Regions from separate parts of the Ovis aries genome. Here region 1 is linked to region 2. Evidence: chromatin contacts called from public Hi-C data. All regions are on one chromosome and are shown on one strand. The core of a region is the stretch at or near the end of the contact, and the rest is flanking DNA. Distances in the headings are between cores, read along the strand shown.

Region 1 (4,765 bases), core at 1,666-4,165, 97 kb after region 2:
CAGGATTGGCACGTGGGGGCACGGGCAAGCCTGTGGAACATCTCTGATGTCAGAAGTGAAAGCGGTGCAGAGAGAGACACAGGAAAGAAACCTAAAGCTAGGCACGTGGGAGCTTTCCATCGTGGGGATTTTCTCCTAGACCTAGTGACCAGCCTCAGGGAATAGTCCTCCGCTTGTCCTAAGGATCCTGAAGGAAAGTTACTCAGCTAAAAATAGCCTGGAGTTAAAACTCCCCTCTGGGTCCTCCCCACCATTCTATGCAAAACAAAGAACTCTCTAACCCGAAGGAAAAAAAATGGACATTGAGGTTGATTACGCCCAGCTCCCAGCCAGTCCAACCTCTGGCCAATCTCCAGAATTCCTTGCCCTAGCCTTTTAAGAGATAATTACTCCGAACAACCTTGGAGAACAGGCCCCCTTAAGACAGCAGATTTCCACATATATGCCTATATATACTTACTCTTTTCTTGCGTAGTGCGGCAGCTCACTAATCTGACTGCTGCCCCTTCTCGCCTCATTAAATGTGATCTGTTCCAGTAAAATGCTGGTCTCGTTCTTTTTCCGAACCTTGCCTTCTCTAACTCCCTCCCTCTACAGATAGTATCACCCGATCAAGTATCTAACTGTAGAGATGGGTACAAAGTGGTGGGGGGGCTTACCACCCAGGATTTTCAAGATTTCTTGGAGGACATCACAGAGAATGTGGGCGGCTTGAAGGGTGGAGGATAGAAAGGAAATCCTTTCTATGCATTTCCTTAGGAGGAGGAATGGTTGCTAGCTGCCCACAGCCAGCTTTCACTCAGCACTTTCTACAGGACAGGCAAGGTGTAAAGTACTTCACACGCACAATCTTATTTAAGCCTCACAACAGCCTCGTGGGATAAACTCTATGACAGCCCAACTTTGCACCTTCAGGAACTGAGATTTAGAAAAGTTGCGTAACTTATCCAAGGTTTTACGTTAGAATGCATGTTCTAGCTCCAGAGCTAGAATGTTAACTATTAAAGTAGCTGTTACCATTAACTGCGGAAGCCTCCTGGGGCACTGTTAAGAGTGAGCTGTGTTTGAAATGCTCAAAGGTCTGTGTTTCCTTCCGTCGGCAGTGGTGAGGAGCTGAACGTGCTAAAGCCAGGGACGGATATGTGTTTGGTGGCGTGGTTCCTGTCATCTGCATGAACTTCGGAGTCCTTGGGTTCAAACACTAGTTCTTTTGACTTTCTGTGGATACCTGATCAACATAATTTTCTGAGGCTTCAAATTCCTGTTCTAAATAAAGAAGAACAACGTCCTCTTGCTGGAATGTGGTGGTGCTACTTAAATATGACAACGTACATGAAAGCATTTTATTCACTGCCAAGCTAAAAACAATGATCTGCTATGATGATTTCTACTGTATTTCAAAAAAATCAGTGCAGTCAGGGGCAGAGTAATATGAGAGCCACTGGGGACCACTGTGATGGTCCAGAAGAAGGAGAATGATGAGGCCCTACACCAAGGCAGTGGTGACGAGGATGGAGAGGAAAGACATTATAGTTATGGGATAGCTAGGACGGGTCACAAACTGGACTAAATGACTGGATCCGGGGGAGCGGGGGAAGTAACGGGAGTCAGGATGATTCAGAGTTTTCTTTTGAGTAATCAGGTGGAGGTGATGTCATTAATGCAGGAGGAGGGTAGGCAGGATAACACACTCTATTTCAGGAGCATTGTGAAGAGGTGGCTGAGGCACCCAGCAAGTGGAGGTGGTGAGATACAAGTGGGACTGTGAGTGGGGGGGTTCGGAAAAGAGATGTGCTGGAGCTTCAGATTTGGACATCTTTGGGTATTTGTGTGACTAAAACTCTGAGAGTAGGTGTCATATCCAGGTGGAACGTATAACCCAATGTTTTCTGTAACTCTTTAAAGCAAAGGAGTCTTCCCCACTCGCACACAAAAATAAATGCTTATGCAGAAACCCAGTTTGCAAAACAGATCAGAATAATGCTTCTCTGGTCACAATCTGGAGTGAGTTGCCTGGAGCCCACTTCTTGAAACAACTTCCGAATGGGCTTCCCTGAGCCCAGTTTGAGAGTCACCAACTTGGAGCAAGAAGAGAAGGAGAGGGCTGGGGGGTGGTTAATTGCCATATTGCGTTTGAAAGAAAGCAGTCACACAAGGTCAGATCAGAATTTTCATTTTGGATTTTTTAAAGGCCGCTTTGAAACTTTGCTTCTTTTGGAAGCCTCTCACTGCAGGACTGATACTTTTTCTGGCCTGCCTGATACTGTGGCGGTGCCCACGCGTGCCCACTGGAAGTCACGGTGCCATTCAAATAAAGAGAGTCAGCTGAGAGTGTGGGTTATATCCATTTCCAAGGCGGTTTTCCTCATTGGAAGGCGGTTGTCGTGTACATATCTGCTGGTAGCACTGAGATCACTCACCCTGAGGTGCTCACATAATTTCAAAATTGAATAAATGTTCACCATTTACCCAGTTGTTTAATAAAAATTATCCTAAATATTAACTTATAAGCTTTTTGAAGAGTTGAGTGGATTGAACTTTTTCTCCTAGTTAAGTTAATTGAACCTGCTTATCCTTTCAGCTTTGATCTCAAATCCAATAAAACCAGTTTGGTTTGGTTATTACATCAGAAAGTCCTCATCACATGATAAAGAGAGACAGCAGAAGCCAGGGAAAGAGGGGTGCAAGAGGAGGCGAGGAGAAGACAGTGAGTGACGTGTGGTTTTACTGTGAAAAACAATGAAAACTCTCAGCTCTCGGTGATCCAATGCAACAAGGGCTTCCTTTTGACTCTGAGCTCAGCGCTGTGCATCTTGGCGGTTGGCACGTGTCCGTTCAGCTTGTGACTTGGCCTCAGCATCCTCGCCTGGATCCTTGGCCGTTTGGTGATCACAGCAAGTTTCTATGGGCCAAGCCAGAAAAGCACACCACTTCTGTCCACGTGTCACTGGCTAGAGCCAGTCACAGGCTGTGCTAACCTGCCCAAGGGGTTGGAATGCCATCCAGCTGTGTGTTCAGAGGGGGAGGTGCATAAAGAAAGCTGTTGGCCAGGCTCTGCTGTGGATGAGAGAAAGGGTGGATGTTTCGGTTTTGTGAAGAGCAGGAGAAATTAATCATTTCCCTGTAGGATGTTTCAGCCTGATTCATCATCTTCTGTGGAAGTCTGAATCCAAAGGACAGAGACAACTGAATATGGAATAACCTCAACTCTTCCATAAATGTCAGTTCATTCCCTAAGTGAATTATCACGTTTTCAAAGGCCCTGAGAAAATGTTGATCACTTTAATAGGTAAGGCTCAATTCTTCCAAATGTTGCTTTTAAAACGGTGCCAGACTTTTCCTGGTAGTCCAGTGGTTAAGAGTCTATCTGCCAATGCAGGCGCTCCAGGTTCAATCTCTGATCCAGGAAGATCTCAGATGCTTCGGGGCAACTAAGCCCGAGCACCACAACTCCTGAGCCCACATGCGCCTAGAGCCTGCGCTCTGCAACAGGAGAAGCCGCCACAGCAGCGAGACAATCGCGTGCAGCGCAGTCACCCCTCCAGCCACAGCGAGAGTAAAGCCCGTGTGCAAAAGGAAGGCTGAATGCAGCCGAGAATAAGCAAATAAACCAGCTTAAAAAAGCCTACACTGTATTTCCAATAACGAGGAGGGAAGCTGCTTTTGTATTTGAGGCAGCTTAGCCTTGTTATTCAAGCTGGTTTTAGAAAAGGCAGAGGAGCCAGAGATCAAATTGCAAACATCTGCTGGATCATCGGAAAAGCAAGAGAGTTCCAGAAAAACATCTATTTCTGCATTATTGACTATGCCAAAGCCGTGTGGATCACAATAAACTGCGGAAAATTCTGAAAGAGATGGGCATACCAGACCACCTGACCTGCCTCTTGAGAAACCTATATGCAGGTCAGGAGGCAACAGTTAGAACTGGAGATGGAACAACAGATTGCCAGGAGAAATATCAGTAACCTCAGATATGCAGATGACACCACCCTTATGGCAGAAAGTGAAGAGGAACTAAAGAGTCTCTTGATGAAAGTGAAAGAGGAGAGTGAAAAAGTTGGCTCAAAGCTCAACATTCAGAAAGAATCTGGCATCCAATCCCATCACTTCATGGCAAATAGATGGGGAAACAGTGGAAGCAGTGACTGACGTTATTTTTCTGGGCTCCAAAATCATTGCAGATGGTGACTGCAGCCACGAAATTAAAAGATGCTTACTCCTTGGAAGGAAAGTTATGACCAACCTAGACAGCATATTAGAAAGCAGAGACATTACTTTGCCAACAAAGGTCCATCTAGTCAAAACTATGATTTTTCCAATAGTCATTTATGGATGTGAGAGTTGGACTATAAAGAAAGCTGAGAGCTAAAGAATTGATGCATTTAAACTGTGGTATTGGAGAAGACCCTTGAGAGTCCCTTGGACTGCAAGGAGATCCAACTAGTCCATCCTAAAGGAGATCAGTTCTGAGTGTTCATTGGAAGGACTGATGCTGAAGCTGAAACTCCAATACTTTGGCCACTTGATGTGAAGAACTGACTCTTTGGAAAAGACCCTGATGCTGGGAAAGATTGAAGGTAGGAGGAGAAGGGGACGACAGAGGATGAGATGGTTGGATGGCATCACTGACTCAATGGACATGAGTTTGGGTAAACTCTGGGAGTTGGTAATGGACAGGGAGGCCTGGCCTGCAGCAGTCCATGGGGTCACAAAGAGTCGGACATGACTGAGAGACTGAACTGAACTGACTAGACCGAGATTTGTC
Region 2 (4,210 bases), core at 433-2,932:
AGGTTACCATCCTTGGAAGCTATAGTAATCCAAATGGTAAGGCACTGGCAAAAAATCATACATATAGACCAATGAAACAGAAATAAAAACATGCATATATGGTCAGCTGGTCTTCGGGAAGGGTGCCAAGAACACCCTTGAAAGACAGTCTTTCAACAATGAATTGGTGCGTGGAAAATTAGATATCTACATGTAGAAGAATGAAGTTGGTCTCATACCCACCCCACTCCATTTTTGCCTTCTCTCTCTAGCCTACTTCTTCTCTGATCTCCGGTCAGAAGAGCAACCTGTCTATGACCTCACGTGCCTCACAGCTATCATATATCACAGCCCACAGCTTTGCTGGTGCTAGTTCAGCCAAGAAGGGTTCTAACTCCAGAATGAGCTGGACCATAAAATTCCCAGGAGGTAAGTAAGCATGAACAATGGGTTCGTTTTGGCTTCCAAAGTTCTTGTTTCTTTTTCTCTGGCTCCCAACCTGACTTGAACTATGCTTTCCCTCTCTGCTAAAATCCCAGATTCAAATACCAAAGACCCAATTCTGGAATGGTGGCAGGAACAGCCTCTCAGACCTGTGCTCTTCAGTGAAACAGTCATAACTGGTGACAGTTACTTTTAAAAACTTAACCATTTCAAGTCTGTACAGATTGTCCTGAGGGCATATAGCCAATGAAGAAACGCAGATTCAAGAAAACCTACTAAGTCTCAGTAAGAACTGTGAGAATCTATGGCATTTGAGCTATGAACTGCTCCCCGCCTCTCCCTGCCCCCAGAGAAAAGTAGGATGTATTCTTCTGCCATAATTTTTAGGTTATGAAGAAGCTGGCACATAACTGGTCTTGGGTCACAGAGAAAGTACTTGAAACAGTCAAAGAGAATGACTCTATTTTCTGCATTTTCACATGCTCACACAAAAGGGCAAAAAGGGAGCCTCATGATCCTGCTCGGAGAATTCTTACACGGTCACAGCCCAAGCGGTCTAGTCTCAGAATGGACACTTATTTGAAGAAGCACAGCTCAAACAGGCATTTCAGCGTTACTCATCTCTCTAAAAATTTTAAAAAATCTAAGTCATAATTCGTGATTAATCGTCAAACCCTTTTTAACTCTCTGGTGTCTCAGCTGGTAAGGAATCCGCCTGCAATGCTGGAGACCTGGGTTCAATCCCTGGGTTGTAAAGATTCCCTGGAGAAGGGAAAGGCTACCCACTCCAGTATTTGGGCCTGGAGCGAAATCCAGGGACTATATAGTCCATGGGATCACAAAGAGTCGGACTTGACTGAGCGACTTTCACTTTCACCCACTTTCAGCTCTTCTCTAGAACTTACTAAATCCTCAGGGCCTCACACTCTCCTCCATAACCCCCCTCTGCCCTCCTCTCCAGTGGGTCTGCTAGAGTCTTTCCACCTCTTTTGTCGCTTCCCCCGCCCCAATCTAGGGGCTTCCCTGGTGGCGCAGTGGTAAAGAATCTCCCTGCAATGTAGGAGATCCAGGTTGGATCTCTGGGTCAGGAAGATCCCCTGGAGAAGGAAATGGCAACCCACTCCAGCATTCTGGCCTGAGAATCCCATGGACAGAGAAGCCTGGCAGGCTACAGTCCATGAGGTCACAAAGAGTTGGATACAACTGAGCGATTAACACACACACCTCCCCCATCTATGCAGCTGGCAGGGGAGGCAAAGGAGGAGAATAACAGGACAGCCAACACCCAAGTGATTTTGCCCAGCTGCAGTTCAGTCACATTGAGCTTCTGCGGTTTTGGACTTTATTGTAGTGTTTTTGTGTATGTTGTTTAAATTTGTGTTTGTAAAAGAATTACCATGTGTTAGTGGGTTTTTTTTTTTTTTTTTTTTTTGGCAAGTTATCTTCTTTCTGTGGACAATGGCTTCTGTGTGCCTCACTGGTGCCCTTCGTCTGCATGTGAGTTTGACTATCTTGGCGTTATGGGTTAATTTCCCTTTCTGGGAAAAAAGCCTGCCTCTCACCTCTCACAACTCGTCAACCCAGGTGGCTGGCAGAGCAGATAGACCGGCAGCCAAGCCCACGAGCGGGCAAGGGAACAGCTGCTTCTCGACTTTGTTGCAGCTGCCCCAGGGCTTGAGCCTGTTTAGAGTCTGAGCAAGGAGGCTTCCTTTGTATGCAAGCCTGTCTGGCACGCAGTAAGAGCTCAAGAAAGCTGCTCTGGTTCTGTTTGTAGCTCAGTGTGGCAAAACTGCTGGTCTCTTCTGTGTCGCACCAGTAACTCTCTTAAAAGGGCAGTGAGGGTAATTCAGGTTAACGTGGCTACCATCACAAAAGTTGGAGACAAAGTTCATGTTTGGTCACTGCGGGAGATCTTTCAAACTGTTTTCAACTCTGTCCTATATCCAGTGTCTTCTCCGATCAGGGTCACCGTCGCCCATGCCCTGAAGAATTGTCTTGTTGAGGTCTGTCTTGGCTCAACTATATTTCTTTAGTTACCTAGGAAGTGGACTTTCTGCAGAGGGACATGGATTTCCTTCCTCGCAGGCCAATCTGACCTTTCCCTTAGCCACCAAGAAATTGAGCCCATGTTCATGAGCAAAGGCTGCTAAGGCTAGGAGGCTCCCGCCAGATGCTGCCCCCTGCCTTCACTTTGACTTGATCCTTGTCTAAAAGCCCAGGGGAGATGAAAGGCGCTGCCCACATCTCTCTACAAAAGATGCTGTATTACTTCATCCGCGTTTGTGAATGCCCAACACAGCCAACCACTCCGATGATGTCAGAGTGTCCCAGAGTAGATAGCCGCTGGAGAACCATTCAGCACAGCAGGCGATTCTAAAATATAGTGCTCTCAAAAGTAAATATAGACACTAAAGGGAATGATATGAAGTTTAAATAGTGGCATAAAAAATAAGTTACGTAAGATTCTAACCTTCATGTTCAGTCCTTTTCTCTCAGGACACCTTTCCCTGATTCTTGTTGCAGCTGCCCCAGGGCTTGAGCCTGTTTAGAGTCTGAATGAGGAGGCTTCCTTTTGTATGCTGGCCTTGAGTCATTTTTGCTATTATAGTTCCAGATCTTTCGACATGCATACATACGTTTACAATAAAATCAGATTGTACTGATTTTGTGCATGTTGATTTGAAACCTGTTTGTCCACTTAACGTGCTTGGGCTTAGTCACTCAGTCGTGTCTGACTCTTTGCGACCTCAAGGACTGTAGCCCAGCAGGCTCCTCTGTCCATGGGGATTCTCTAGGCAAGAATACTGGAGTGGATTGCCATTTCCTTCTCCAGGGGATCTTCCTGACCCAGGGATCAAACCAGGGGCTCCTTCATTGCAGGCAGATTCTTTACCAACTGAGCTACCTTTTTAGATATTTCATGTTCATGGATTGGAAGAATTAATACTGCTAAAATGTCCATTCTACCCAATCTACAAATAAATGCAATCCCTATCAAAATTCCAGTGATGCTTTTCACAGGAATAGGAAAAAAAAATCCTAAAATTCATATGGAACCAGAAAAGACCTTAAGTAGCCACAACAATTTTTTAAGCAAGAACAAAGGTGTAGGCATCACACATCCTGATTTCAATATATACTACAAAAATTGAAAGTGAACATGAAAGTCACTCAGTCCTGTCTGACTCTTTGTGACCCCACGGACTATATAGTCCATGTCCATGGACTTCTCAAGGCCAGAATACTGGAGTGGGTAGCCTTTCCCTTCTCCAGGGAATCTTCCCAACCTAGGGATCAAACCCAGGTCTCCCGCATTGCAGGCGGATTCTTTATCCGCTGAGCCGCAAGGGAAGCCCATTACAAAAAATAGCACAAAGCAAAATAAAGTGAAGAACAATGTAATGAGGTTTGCCTGTAAATAGAAACCTCATTTAAATGGCGCCAGGAGGGGCACTCTCATGCTCTACCACTGGAATTCAACTGCAGACCCAGCTGGAAGAGCTGTACCTTTGCAGCTCCACAGGAAGAAAGTTACAGCATGACTACCCAGTAGGAGGAAGGAACAATTTCTCCTTGCCTGGCAACAGCCCAACCATTGAGAGCGTCACAACTCAGCCAATGAAAATCCACTACACTCTAAATTCTGTTTTCTCCAGTGGACTCCAATGTTTATAATAGACTCTCCCACTTCTCCTCTCTCTATATATATATACATAAAAGTTACTCTCTTGTATTCTCCGAATTCGCCTATGCTGTGCCACAGATTGCATGTCCTGAACCACAATGT

The links. A called contact is a pair of places that touch in the nucleus more often than the background predicts.
Region 1: a contact with region 2 is called in a Hi-C map of tail adipose tissue, with 5 times the contacts expected there. The contact joins two enhancer-like sites. A contact is called at or near these places in 9 of 16 Hi-C or Micro-C datasets (blood, hypothalamus, liver and 5 more).

The regions. Positions count from the first base shown.
Region 1 is chr9:83,347,591-83,352,355 of ARS-UI_Ramb_v3.0, forward strand. No RefSeq gene overlaps it. Among named protein-coding and RNA genes, the nearest start is that of PDP1, 71 kb to the left of the region's middle. Within about 2 kb of position 2,916, at least 2 of the 54 cell types and tissues checked have an H3K27ac peak or open chromatin away from gene starts, as enhancers often do.
Region 2 is chr9:83,252,164-83,256,373 of ARS-UI_Ramb_v3.0, forward strand. No RefSeq gene overlaps it. Among named protein-coding and RNA genes, the nearest start is that of PDP1, 25 kb to the right of the region's middle. Within about 2 kb of position 1,683, at least 10 of the 54 cell types and tissues checked have an H3K27ac peak or open chromatin away from gene starts, as enhancers often do.